Linked DNA regions of Mus musculus: all the other regions are linked to region 1. The links are chromatin contacts, called in public HiChIP or PLAC-seq maps. All regions are on one chromosome and are shown on one strand. Each heading gives the region's core, a stretch centred on a gene start, on an enhancer-like site or on the middle of the called end of the contact. The rest is flanking DNA. Distances are from core to core; before and after follow the strand shown.

Evidence for each region. HiChIP or PLAC-seq counts read pairs in DNA pulled down with a chosen protein or histone mark.
Region 2: a contact with region 1 is called in an H3K4me3 HiChIP or PLAC-seq map of forebrain, with 3 times the contacts expected there. The contact joins two enhancer-like sites. A contact is called at or near these places in 4 of 115 datasets of contacts at active chromatin or transcription factors (embryonic basal ganglia, embryonic forebrain, embryonic midbrain and 1 more).
Region 3: an H3K4me3 HiChIP or PLAC-seq map of embryonic midbrain shows a contact between it and region 1, with 2.4 times the contacts expected there. The contact joins two enhancer-like sites. A contact is called at or near these places in 2 of 484 Hi-C or Micro-C datasets (embryonic stem cells and stem cell-derived neural stem cells) and 11 of 115 datasets of contacts at active chromatin or transcription factors (craniofacial prominence, embryonic basal ganglia, embryonic forebrain and 6 more).

Annotation. Positions count from the first base shown.
Region 1 is chr12:117,159,130-117,162,603 of GRCm38.p6, forward strand. Ptprn2 (protein tyrosine phosphatase, receptor type, N polypeptide 2) reads left to right here. Exons shown (of 23, transcript NM_011215.2): 13 at 2,465-2,677. Among named protein-coding and RNA genes, the nearest start is that of Gm10421, 9.6 kb to the left of the region's middle. Within about 2 kb of position 1,527, at least 25 of the 459 cell types and tissues checked have an H3K27ac peak or open chromatin away from gene starts, as enhancers often do. A contact at or near this core is called in embryonic basal ganglia and forebrain, where this site is marked.
Region 2 is chr12:116,905,619-116,909,092 of GRCm38.p6, forward strand. All of the region lies in intron 11 of Ptprn2 (protein tyrosine phosphatase, receptor type, N polypeptide 2), which reads left to right. Among named protein-coding and RNA genes, the nearest start is that of Gm31336, 150 kb to the left of the region's middle. Within about 2 kb of position 1,978, at least 36 of the 459 cell types and tissues checked have an H3K27ac peak or open chromatin away from gene starts, as enhancers often do. A contact at or near this core is called in embryonic basal ganglia and forebrain, where this site is marked.
Region 3 is chr12:117,304,042-117,307,515 of GRCm38.p6, forward strand. The region is part of intron 1 of Gm5441 (predicted gene 5441); the gene reads right to left. Among named protein-coding and RNA genes, the nearest start is that of Gm5441, 31 kb to the right of the region's middle. Within about 2 kb of position 1,935, at least 12 of the 459 cell types and tissues checked have an H3K27ac peak or open chromatin away from gene starts, as enhancers often do.

The DNA.
Region 1 (3,474 bases), core at 277-2,776:
CTGGACTACTCAGGGGCACAGAGATGGGTGGAGCCTAGAGTAATCTGGCCCTGCCCTCTTCAGTTATCCCACAGGAGCCCATTGAGAAGGAAGTCTCTGCTCTTGCCCGGACAATTTGGTTCAGCCTCTGAGAAAAATCCCAGCAACCAACTGGTTTAAAATAAAACCGAGAAAGAAGCTGGGGCACCTGGGCTTTTCACTGGTTGCCCTGCAGCCAGCCCCGCAGGTTGCCACGCCGTTCACTTGTAGGAACATCACCTGCCTCTTCCTGTGGCTCCAGAGTGCCCAGTGTCTGTCACCTGGCAGTGCTGTCAGTCAGGCGGAGTTCATACTACGGACCATTGATCGCTTGGTGCTCCCAGCCCTGTGGAAGCGCGGGTACAGTGCAGAGTGTACTGATGGGCTGTCATATACCATGGCCCAGCATGGCTGGTAACTTAGAGTTATCTGAGAACCTGAAGCCGAGGAATTTCGTGCCTGAAGCCAGGTTAAGGAGGTCCTTTTCCAGCGCCACGTGGCGTGCAGGTCCGCCCAAAGCCTACGCTGGGCCTTGGTTCAGGGACCCTCAGCTCAGGAGATGGGTAAGGTGTCCTTGCCATTGCCATCCCACCACTGCCTTTGTTGTGGTCTGCTGAGAAGAGGCTAGACAGGCAAGGGCGGTGGGAAAGCAGCCATGGATCCGGCAGAGTGTGACCAGCTCCCGCCCTGGCATACCTGGGACCACACTGAACCCTGGGGAGTGAACAGCTCCGTTTTGCGAATGGTGCGGAGGTCCACTGGCCAGGAACTTAAGGAAAAGGGTTTGTTCTTGTGCGAACTACATCCAGTCATGTGAGGACAGCCATTTGGGCCACCGAGACCCTGGCCGAAAGGGTTATTTGTGTGGTTTATGCTCCTGCCCGTGCTGGGGCAAAGAAGTGTAGCTTAGAAACTGAGATGGGGACTTCGCTGACTTGGGGGGAGGGGCGGGAGACTCTGGAATGACTTCTTTCTAGAAGCTCTCCTGTGGGGTGGGCGGGAGTGAAAAGAGGAGGGGACCCGGGAGGAAGCCAAGAGGAGGAAGGGAAGGGTTCCACAGCTTTCCCCTGTGCAGGATCTTCTATGCTGCTGGCTCGCAGCAGCCAAGGGTGTCGCCCACTCAGTCCTGGGAGAGGTGTCCACGTTCCTGCTCCGGGTCTCCTGCTCCCCTCCCAAAGGTCCCCTCTGCCAGGCCTTGGAGCCCCCTCCCTTCCTCTCTTCCATCCATTACTGAAGTCCAGGAACCTCCTGGGTCCAGAGCCAAGCAGAACCAAGCCGCGCATCCAGGCAGGAAATCCCGGCGTCTTTTCTCATTTAACCCGCGTTTCCATTAACTCGGTCCCAGCGCCCGCTAATCCGCGCACCGAAGGCAAAAGCAGGCTAATTAATGACCAGCTTTTCCAGTCAAGACTAGCGATAATTGCTTTGGTGGCCTTTATGATTACAAGATAAAAATGGGCCCGGCCTGACATAAGAGACACTGTGTACACTCAGAGACTGGAGGAAACGAAGAGTTGGGAGGCTGAAAGCGGAGCAGAAAATTACTAATAGAAGAGAGATAATGAATAGGCCGGCCAGGCATTCATGGGGAAAAATCCATTTTGTTACCACGCGAAATTAGGTGGCGGAAAGGAGTTTGCTAATTGTTCTCCTCTTGTAGCAACCAGGACGGAGGCAGGGGCGTGCTCTTCCATTCATTTCCCGAGTAATTGTGGGGGTTGCTGGCCGGGAGTCGTGGGCGATTTGCCTGCGGCCCTTCCATTTTCCTGTGGCGTGTTTAATTGTTGCTAATACACCTCCTAATAAAGCTAATGAGGGGGGCGCTGTCTGGCTATCTGCCCTGGATTTGAGTGACAGAGAGGATTTTCTCACCTATTCCCCCAAGATGCAAAGTGAACTTCCCAATCATCTATTTCCAAAGACCTTGTCCCCTTTGAAGGAACAATACTCAGGTACCAGTAGTTGGAGTCTGTGCTTATAGAGAGTGACTAGAGCTGGTTGCATTAACCCACAGAATGTCTTCTAGAGAAGAAGCCATGTCCCAGAGCTATGATGACTCTGGCCAGTGCATTCTACTGATACTGGGGACTATTTAGTTCTGTTAATATTTTACCCACCTCCTGCCAAGCATGTGCTGGATTACATGCTCTGGACAAAATCTGTATCTGATTAGGAATGATGTACACTTCGTTTTACTTAAAGCAGCAAGTTGGGTACCAAATACTTTACATTATTAAGTTTGAAGAACAGCCACTATTGGGGTTACTCTTGACTTCTGCTTAATAGAAATTCGGTCTGGAGGTATGGTGTTGGAACTTCTTTGCACGTGTGTCCCTGCACAGCCCCCTCATGTTGAGGCTGCACTAAGTCTGGAGGGGGTGTGCTGCTGGAGTCAAGGTCCCCTGAGTAGTAACCTGTTCTCCTCCCTCTTCTCCTCCTCCTGCAGAAGGGAAAGCTCAAACTCCTGCCGCATCAGGAAGAGCAAGAGGACTCTACCAAGTTCATTTTGCTCACCTTCCTCTCCATTGCCTGCATCCTGGGGGTTCTCCTGGCTTCCAGCCTTGCCTACTGCCTCCGCCACAACTCACACTACAAGCTGAAGGACAAGTTGTCTGGACTAGGCGCTGACCCCAGTGCAGATGCCACTGAAGCCTACCAGGTAAAAATAAACTTTTCAAAGTTTTCTCCTTGGATTTGCCAAACTTGATTTGAGAGTGAAGGAGGAGGGCAGTCTGTCCCCTCTCTCACCCTCTATACTCCCTCATGAAGTCACAGTACAGGCTCTTTTATGATGACAATTTGAAACTTCTCATTAGCATTCATGTAAATACCTTGCAACCACAATTTTATGGCTCTGTATTAATCTTACACCGTTTCTGGGTAGTCTTACATTAGCTGTAGAAAGTGGGTTGCTAATTAGAAATGTGGAAAAAGTACAGTACATGAATTATGCATTGTCTGTTATCTTAATCTGGTCACTATTAATGAAACACGCCACAGTTGCAAGATGGATTGGCTGTGTAGATGTGTGAAGATGGCTCTTAAATCATCAACTTCCTTGGGGGTCTTATAGGAAGGGATCTTTTGACCTGATCTGTTGCCACCCTCTGCTATTGTTTGGATAAAGTGAAACCTAATACTGATAAATGGAATGTAGAGTGCATATGTCTTCATGAGTCAGCAGTGGCAGCTGTGTGCTATGTGTGCTAGAAACACAGACAGGCACCCAACGTGCCTGGAAGGAGAACAGAAGCCTGGAGAAGTGTGAGTGCCAGAGTCAAAACACAAGGGGCATAATCAACAGTTTCGTAATGAATGACTTGCTAAAATGAAACTGTGACTCCACTCAGCAGCAACGCAAGCCCAAAATATATAGAAGTCAGGGAGTTCAAATTTTTAATATAAAATATCATTTAACTCTAAATGTATTATTCTATTTAGGGTTATAAAATTACT
Region 2 (3,474 bases), core at 728-3,227, 250 kb before region 1:
AGAGCAAGAGAGGAGCTAGAGAGCAAGGAGGGGGCAAGCAGCCCCTTTTATAGTGAGTCAGGCACACCTGTCTGTTGCCAGGTAACTGTGGGGCAGAGCTTAGACAGAATGCTAACAATTAGAGATAAACACACTGAAGAGAATAGAAAGTTGATTTTGCCCATGTTAATATTGGGGCTGGATCTGGGAGGAGACACAGTATCCCCCAAAGGCTCTGTGCAGAAGCTTAGTTTTCCTCTTCTGTTGGTAGTGGGAAACGGTGGAATCTTCATGAGCTGACCCTAGTGGAAGGAAGCTGGGCCAATCGCAAAACATCATTGAAAGTGACATTAGGACTCAGATCTCTTCCTCTTTTTATTTCCCAACTTCCTTGAAGTGAATAACCCCCTCTGCCATGTGCTCCTACCATGATGTACTGTGCTGCCACAGGCCCATAGCAGCAGACAAAACAACCTTACACCAACCCTGCTGAAACCGTGAGCCAAAATAGACCTGTCCTCCTCCTTAGTTGACTATCTGAGTGTCTCATTACAATCACAGAAAGCTGACTATTGCAGTTACAAGTGTAAACAGGGATGCAGAATGGAAAATCAGATTCTCCCCTGCAGGCGTGGGCTGATGTGTTAGGCAGGCTCTGCCCGAGGCAGTGTGCTGGCTAGTGTTTAATCAACTTGACACAGCTAGAATCCTTTGGGAAGAGAGACACTCAATTGAAAAAAACACTCCTTCCAGATTGGCCTGTGGGCAAGCCTAAGAAACATTTTCTTGATTAATGATTTATGTTGATGGATCCAGCCCACTGTGAATGGTGCCACTCCTGGGCAGGAGGTGCTGGATGGTATAAGAAAGCAGGCTAAGCAAGCCATGAGGAGCAAGCCAGTAAACAACTTCTTTGGATGGGAGACTACAAGCTATAAAATGAAATAAACTCTTTAAAAAAAAAAAAACAAAGTAGTACAAATTATCACTAGGATGGGCAGTGACTGTAAGACTTTGCCTGAATTCCTCCCCGACAACCTTAGGCTGCACATATATAAACAGTGTAGAATTGTGGTGTCAAAATACCACCAGGATAGGATGAAGATGGACAGGTAGAAGCAGATGGTGCTCTGTGGCCCCTTGATGGTTTGTGGATGTTAATTGGCTCTCTTTGAACATCTTTCTTGCTCTTTGCCAGCAATTGGTGTCTCCCCTTCACTCCCATGACCTTAAGGGCCTGGTGTGTGTGTGTGTGTGTGTGTGTGTGTGTGTGTGTGTGTGTGTGAGAGAGAGAGAGAGAGAGAGAGAGAGAGAGAGAGAGAGAGAGATACAGAGAGATAGAGAGACAAGGAGATATAGAGAGAAAGAGAGAGATAGAGAGACAGAGAGACAGAAACAGAGACAGAGAGACAGAGACTTGAGAATGCCTGATTGGAGAGTTCCTGGCAATGGCCATCATACAGTGACTAGAAGATGCTCCCAAGGGGCTGGGGCTGTGTCTGTGGAAGGGACCCTCATTAGCAACAGCAACTTCAAGGAGTTCTTACCTCACAGAGGCTCTCAGCAGAAACCTGCTCCTTCTTCACCTCACCCATCTTTAGCAGAGTCAAACCTGTCTTTTGTAGATTTGAGGTACCCCACCTGTGTCTTCACTGGTTGATCTTCATTTTCTGTTAATACACAAAGGGTGTGTCTGCTTTCTTTTATTCTCTTAGCTTAGTGATGATAGTGCCTTCACACCTAAGTGGGAGTAGCTTGTTCCAGAAACAGGGTCGAGCACTACAGAGTGACTTTGCATATCTAATAAGTGGCTTCAAGATAAGCTCTGGGGTGGGGGAAGATAAGGTATGAGCCTGTACACACCAGGTCAAGAAGGTCAAGATAAACATTCAGGGAGGAAGGCAGGGTGTGAGCCTATACACTAGGTCATCTTGCAGTTTCTCTCACAGGCCAGCTTAGCAGACTGACTCTGAACAGGAGGAAAGCAATGTCTGTCAAAAGCCTCCTTTGGGGAATTCTACAGATGCCAGTTCCCATGGCAACTAGATGAGGAGAAGGGAGAATAGGAAGCTTGCTCTGAAATCTGGCTTCAGCTTCAAGCCCCTCATCACGGGCTCTCACCCATGGCCTCAGCAGGGCCTGTGAGCACAGATGCCTGCTTGTGGTCTCATCTCCCACTGTCACTGAGCCATTGCCTGACTCTCTGATGCTTAAGGCCAGGCTATGTGGGGCCACCTCAGGCTAGAGAGGAGGTAGTTGATTCTGCATATATGGTTATCTAACTTTGAATGGCCCAACTCTGTAGTTTCTTCTTCTTAATCCTCTGATACCTAGCACCATCTCTTCATCTTAGGTATGGCTTGTGGGAAAGAGTGTATGCTAAATACAACTGTAGCAATGTTAACCCTCAGTACTGTGAGTGCTCACACAGAACAGGTCACATCAGCACACCTGGGGTTAACCGAAGGCAGGTCTTAGGGTTAAGAGGTAGAGACAGCTTTGGAAAAGTATGAGAACTGAGAACAGATGGTATGCACAAGGGCCACTGAGCATGAGGGACAGTGTAAGGGCGTTTGGCCCCTGAGATGAGATACTCGGAGAGTAGTCTAGGTGAACAATCCTGCCATAAACAGATGTGTTGAATATGCTCAAAGCCTGATACACTTTCTGAAGTTCTGTCTGCAAACTAGCCCACTGTTTCCTCCTGGGACAGGAATACACAGCGTAATGGCGTACTCTTGGATGATGGCTGACTTGCATAGTGAGGCTGGAATTCCACATAGCCCCAGAGCAAGGTCCAGGAAATTCAAGAGTATAGTGAGACAGTACAGGCCTATTGGACCCACAGGCAGGGACAACACTGTAGGTGGCTGCATTTTGAAGATGTCAGATGCAAATTGATCAATCGAACAAAAGGACTGCATGGGTGATAGTTCTAGCCCTGCCTGAGAGCTACCCAAACACAACATGGATGACTGTTGGACTTTAAGGACAACAGACCTTCCCTACTTTAGAGCTTGGGGTTTCCCCTTGTTCCTTTGCTGCGCCCCCCCCCCCCAGCCCTTTGTGCAGCTTCCCTCAGCCTAACTGCACTCCCTCGGCCTGGGCTACCTTCCTGAAACCCCTCTGCCAGAGTCCCATTCCTGTAGCCCCCTCAGCTGGGGTCCCTTTCTATAGCCCTTCCCCACCCCCTCAGCCCAGCTAGCAGGCTGTCTCCAAGCAGAGGGAAGCAGTGTCTGTAAAAAGCCTTCTTTAGGGAGTTCTGCAGATGCTGGTCTCCATGGCAACTAGATGTATCTCATGGACCAGGAACAGGGAAACTGGCCTCATTGTTCTCAGCCCTCTTTGATGTCCTCACTGTGGTTTCATGGCCACTAAGGCTGCTAAGGTGAAGCTGGGGAGGAGATAGGATTTGGAACCTCCATTCAAAGCCTCAGTCCATGTTTTGGCCACTGTGTGCCCCTATTCGTTTCAGTACTGAGTGATTTAGGAAGG
Region 3 (3,474 bases), core at 685-3,184, 150 kb after region 1:
TGCCAACCACTGCTGTCATGTGGAGCTGCCCATCTCTCCTAGCCCTACATTTGCTCCTCTCATGTCTATGAGGTGGCGCCTGGCATATCTTCATGTTTCCCCAGCACAGGACAGGCACCTTTCTGATTGTTGTTCATAGTGTCTGTGAAAGAAAACTCAGCTCATAAACTTATAATGATACACCATCGATGCCCTATCTAAACCCACACTATGCTTTCCTAATGACTCCCCAGGTCTGCCACATATGATGAAGGGCTTCTGTCTTCTTCCAGAGAATGGGTTCCTCTGGGACTCAAGACAAATCCCTCTCTGTCCTTGAGCACCCATGATCCTACTTGCCCCCTAAGGGGGCTCTAGGCTGGGACTTCCCACCTTTTTCTCTCAAGGCTTCAAATCAAGACAGCATTGAGTCAGACACTGAGAGCAACTGTGAGCTTGCCCCTCCTGAAGGTGCCAGGTGACCCAGTCCCAGGGTGAAGACAAGATAGTGACGGTGAGGATGAGGCATGCCACCCCAACGTCGCTGTCCACCCACATGGCCTCATACAGAAGGACCTGTGAGTGAAAATGACATAAAGGGCAGAGCAGCAGCAAGGCCAGAGGAGACACATGCCCCGGCTTGACTCCAGGGCTGGGAACAATAGGGGTGTCAACAGCAAGAGGTCTGAGAAGGTCATTCCACATCTCACAGTAAAAGAGCAATGTGAATTTCTAAGCAGCGACATCTGGAAGATCAAAACTATCGCACTTCAATCACCAGGAAGCTCTCTGCTCGTTACATGCAATCATACTTAGTTATTAATAGACGCAGGCTCGACACCGGCATTCTGCATGCTCATCCTGAGGTGCGCAAGGGATTCTGCTGGCATTTAGTTAGTCATTTTCATCAGCGTCTTCCACGGATTGACCGATCTGACCCCAAAACCTCACGCTGTCACTCATCATAAGTGAATTTATCAACATGTACGTAATCAGAATACACAGGAGAGTCTGAGCTGCTTGCATATGGAATTACTCCTCTCTCCACGCTTCAAAAAAATTCAATTTTGCATAATAAATAATGATAAGGGCCAGTTGACAATTATCTAGATGGGAATATTACATGGAAATGATTGGAATTTCAATGGGCTGGGGGATCTGTCTAGAGGCTCCCTAGTAATCAGCCTCCGAGGCTGACTCCCTCCATTGTCAGGCACACAAAGCTCCCACCCTCCTGATGCAGGCTGCAGTACGCACCCTGAAAATTGGCACGTACCCTATTAGTAATTTCCTCCTGTGACATGGGCTTAGATGCACAGCCAGGCGAATATGAAAATTAATTAGGCTATTATTTTAATGTAGAAGAACAGAAGCTTATCTGGAAAAAAAAATCCATACTCACAGAAAAAGATACACTCCTCACACCAACATATACTCTCACAAACACACATGCCACACACACACACACACACACACACACACTCCTCATACACAGGCATTTCTCACATAACCACACACTCACACAAACACATGCTCATACAAACACACACTTCTCACACACACTCTTCACACAAAGGCACTCCTCACATAACCACACACTCACACAAAAGCACATGCTCACACAAAAACACACCCACAGAAACATGCATATACTCCTCACGCAAACACACATGCTCACAGAAACATACACACTCTTCATATAACACACACACTCATACACCACCAAACAAGCCATGTGTAGCCAGGTCTGCCTTCCCCAGAGGACCCTGTCACTTACAATAGGCCTGTTCCAGGCACAGTGTTTCCCTCCGCTTCTGAATAATCACCTCAAAGAAAGAAATGAAGACAAAGCTCGTTCTTGATTTTTTCCAAGAGAGCACAGTGCAGTGTGTCTTGATTGCGAGGCTTGCTGGGGTATTGTGACTTTCACTAATTACATTTCGTGCTGGATTTTCTAGCCTAGTCATTATGCCCATGAAAGAATGCTGGGAGACAGCACATGTCCCTGCTACTTTATACCCTGTCAAGATGTAAAGCCACACAGGAGAGGAACACCTGCCTCTGAGGTGCTCATTTTGACCAGGCCTCAGCTTATGGCCCTCTGACTCAGGACCTCCCATAGCATCAACAGTTATTTTAAAGAGTTGATGGTCAAAGGCTATTGTTAATTATGAAACAAGTGAAGTTGGGCTTGGTGACAAAGGCCTGTCTCTACTCCCAACACTCAGGAAACCCAAGGCAGGAGGACAGCAAGTTCACGGCTAACCTGGGCTATGCAGCAAGATCCTGTCTCAAAAGCAACAAAAAGAATAAATACAGGTAGGCGAGATGACTCAGTGGGCAGGCATGAAACCTGAGAACCAGTTTTAGATCCCTAAGGACCCCACATGATGGAAAGAGAAAAATCAACTCCAACTAGTTGTCCTCTGACCATCACGTGTATGCTCTAACGTGTGTACCCACACATATGCATACACATGCATATCTAAAATGAATAAATTTTAAAAACCACCAAGTGGGAGGAGCAGACATTCAAACAAAAACACCCATAAATTTCCTGGTATGAGTTTGCTGCCCCACAGACTTCTTGGACAGTGTGTGGCTCCCAGGAGACATACTCTAGAGTTGCATCCCATAAGATTCGAGAACTCCCAAAGGCCATGTTCTTTGATGGCACTTGTCCTCCTACTGTTGTAAGTGAGGACATTAGAAGTCTAAATGTCTTCAGCTTATGATTGACAGATTGTCTGACTTTACCCCCTCTCATCCCCCCAGTATGTCCTGCCTCCTTTACCTTCCTAGCTCAGGGTACCAATCAGGGTTCGGACAAGTTACCAGAAAGCTACTGGGCTAGCAGAACAAAATGAATGGTCATCTTAGTAGTGATGGGGGACTGGGGAATAGTACAGCAATGAACCTCCCAACTGGCTTAATGGAAAGTCTTTATAAAAGAAAGACAGCACCTGCCTTCTGCCCTCACTCAAAGAGAGAAGTATACAGTGTGACTTCAAAGACTGGGTGGAGTGTGAAAGATGCACACAGTGTGACTTCAAGACTGAGCGCAGTGTGAGCCCAGAGGGTGTAGACAGGCAAGGGCATTGAGAAAGCAAACTGAGGACACACCCAGGTGTGACACAGTCATCAAGACCCCAGTATTTGAGACAAGTAATAGCCTAATTTTGAAAAGGTCTAGATCTTGGTTAGAGCACCCTCCCATGAGGACTGGGACTCTGTCAAGCTCCCTTCCTAGGAAGGTATCATCTAGACTTTCAAGGGGCACAGGTGCCTAAGATAGCACTGGGTTCACATTTGTGAAAAGGAGACTGGAGCTCAAGATGCTGCATCAGTGGGTAGCCAACCATCTTGGCAGCCTTCACCACAAACTGGTGATTTGATGTCATTTCACCCTCTGTGTGTCAGAGAGATAGCCCATTCTTCACCCCTTGTTCTTGTCCCTCAAGGTACAAGCCCAATGTAGATGACCCAGCCTGTGCA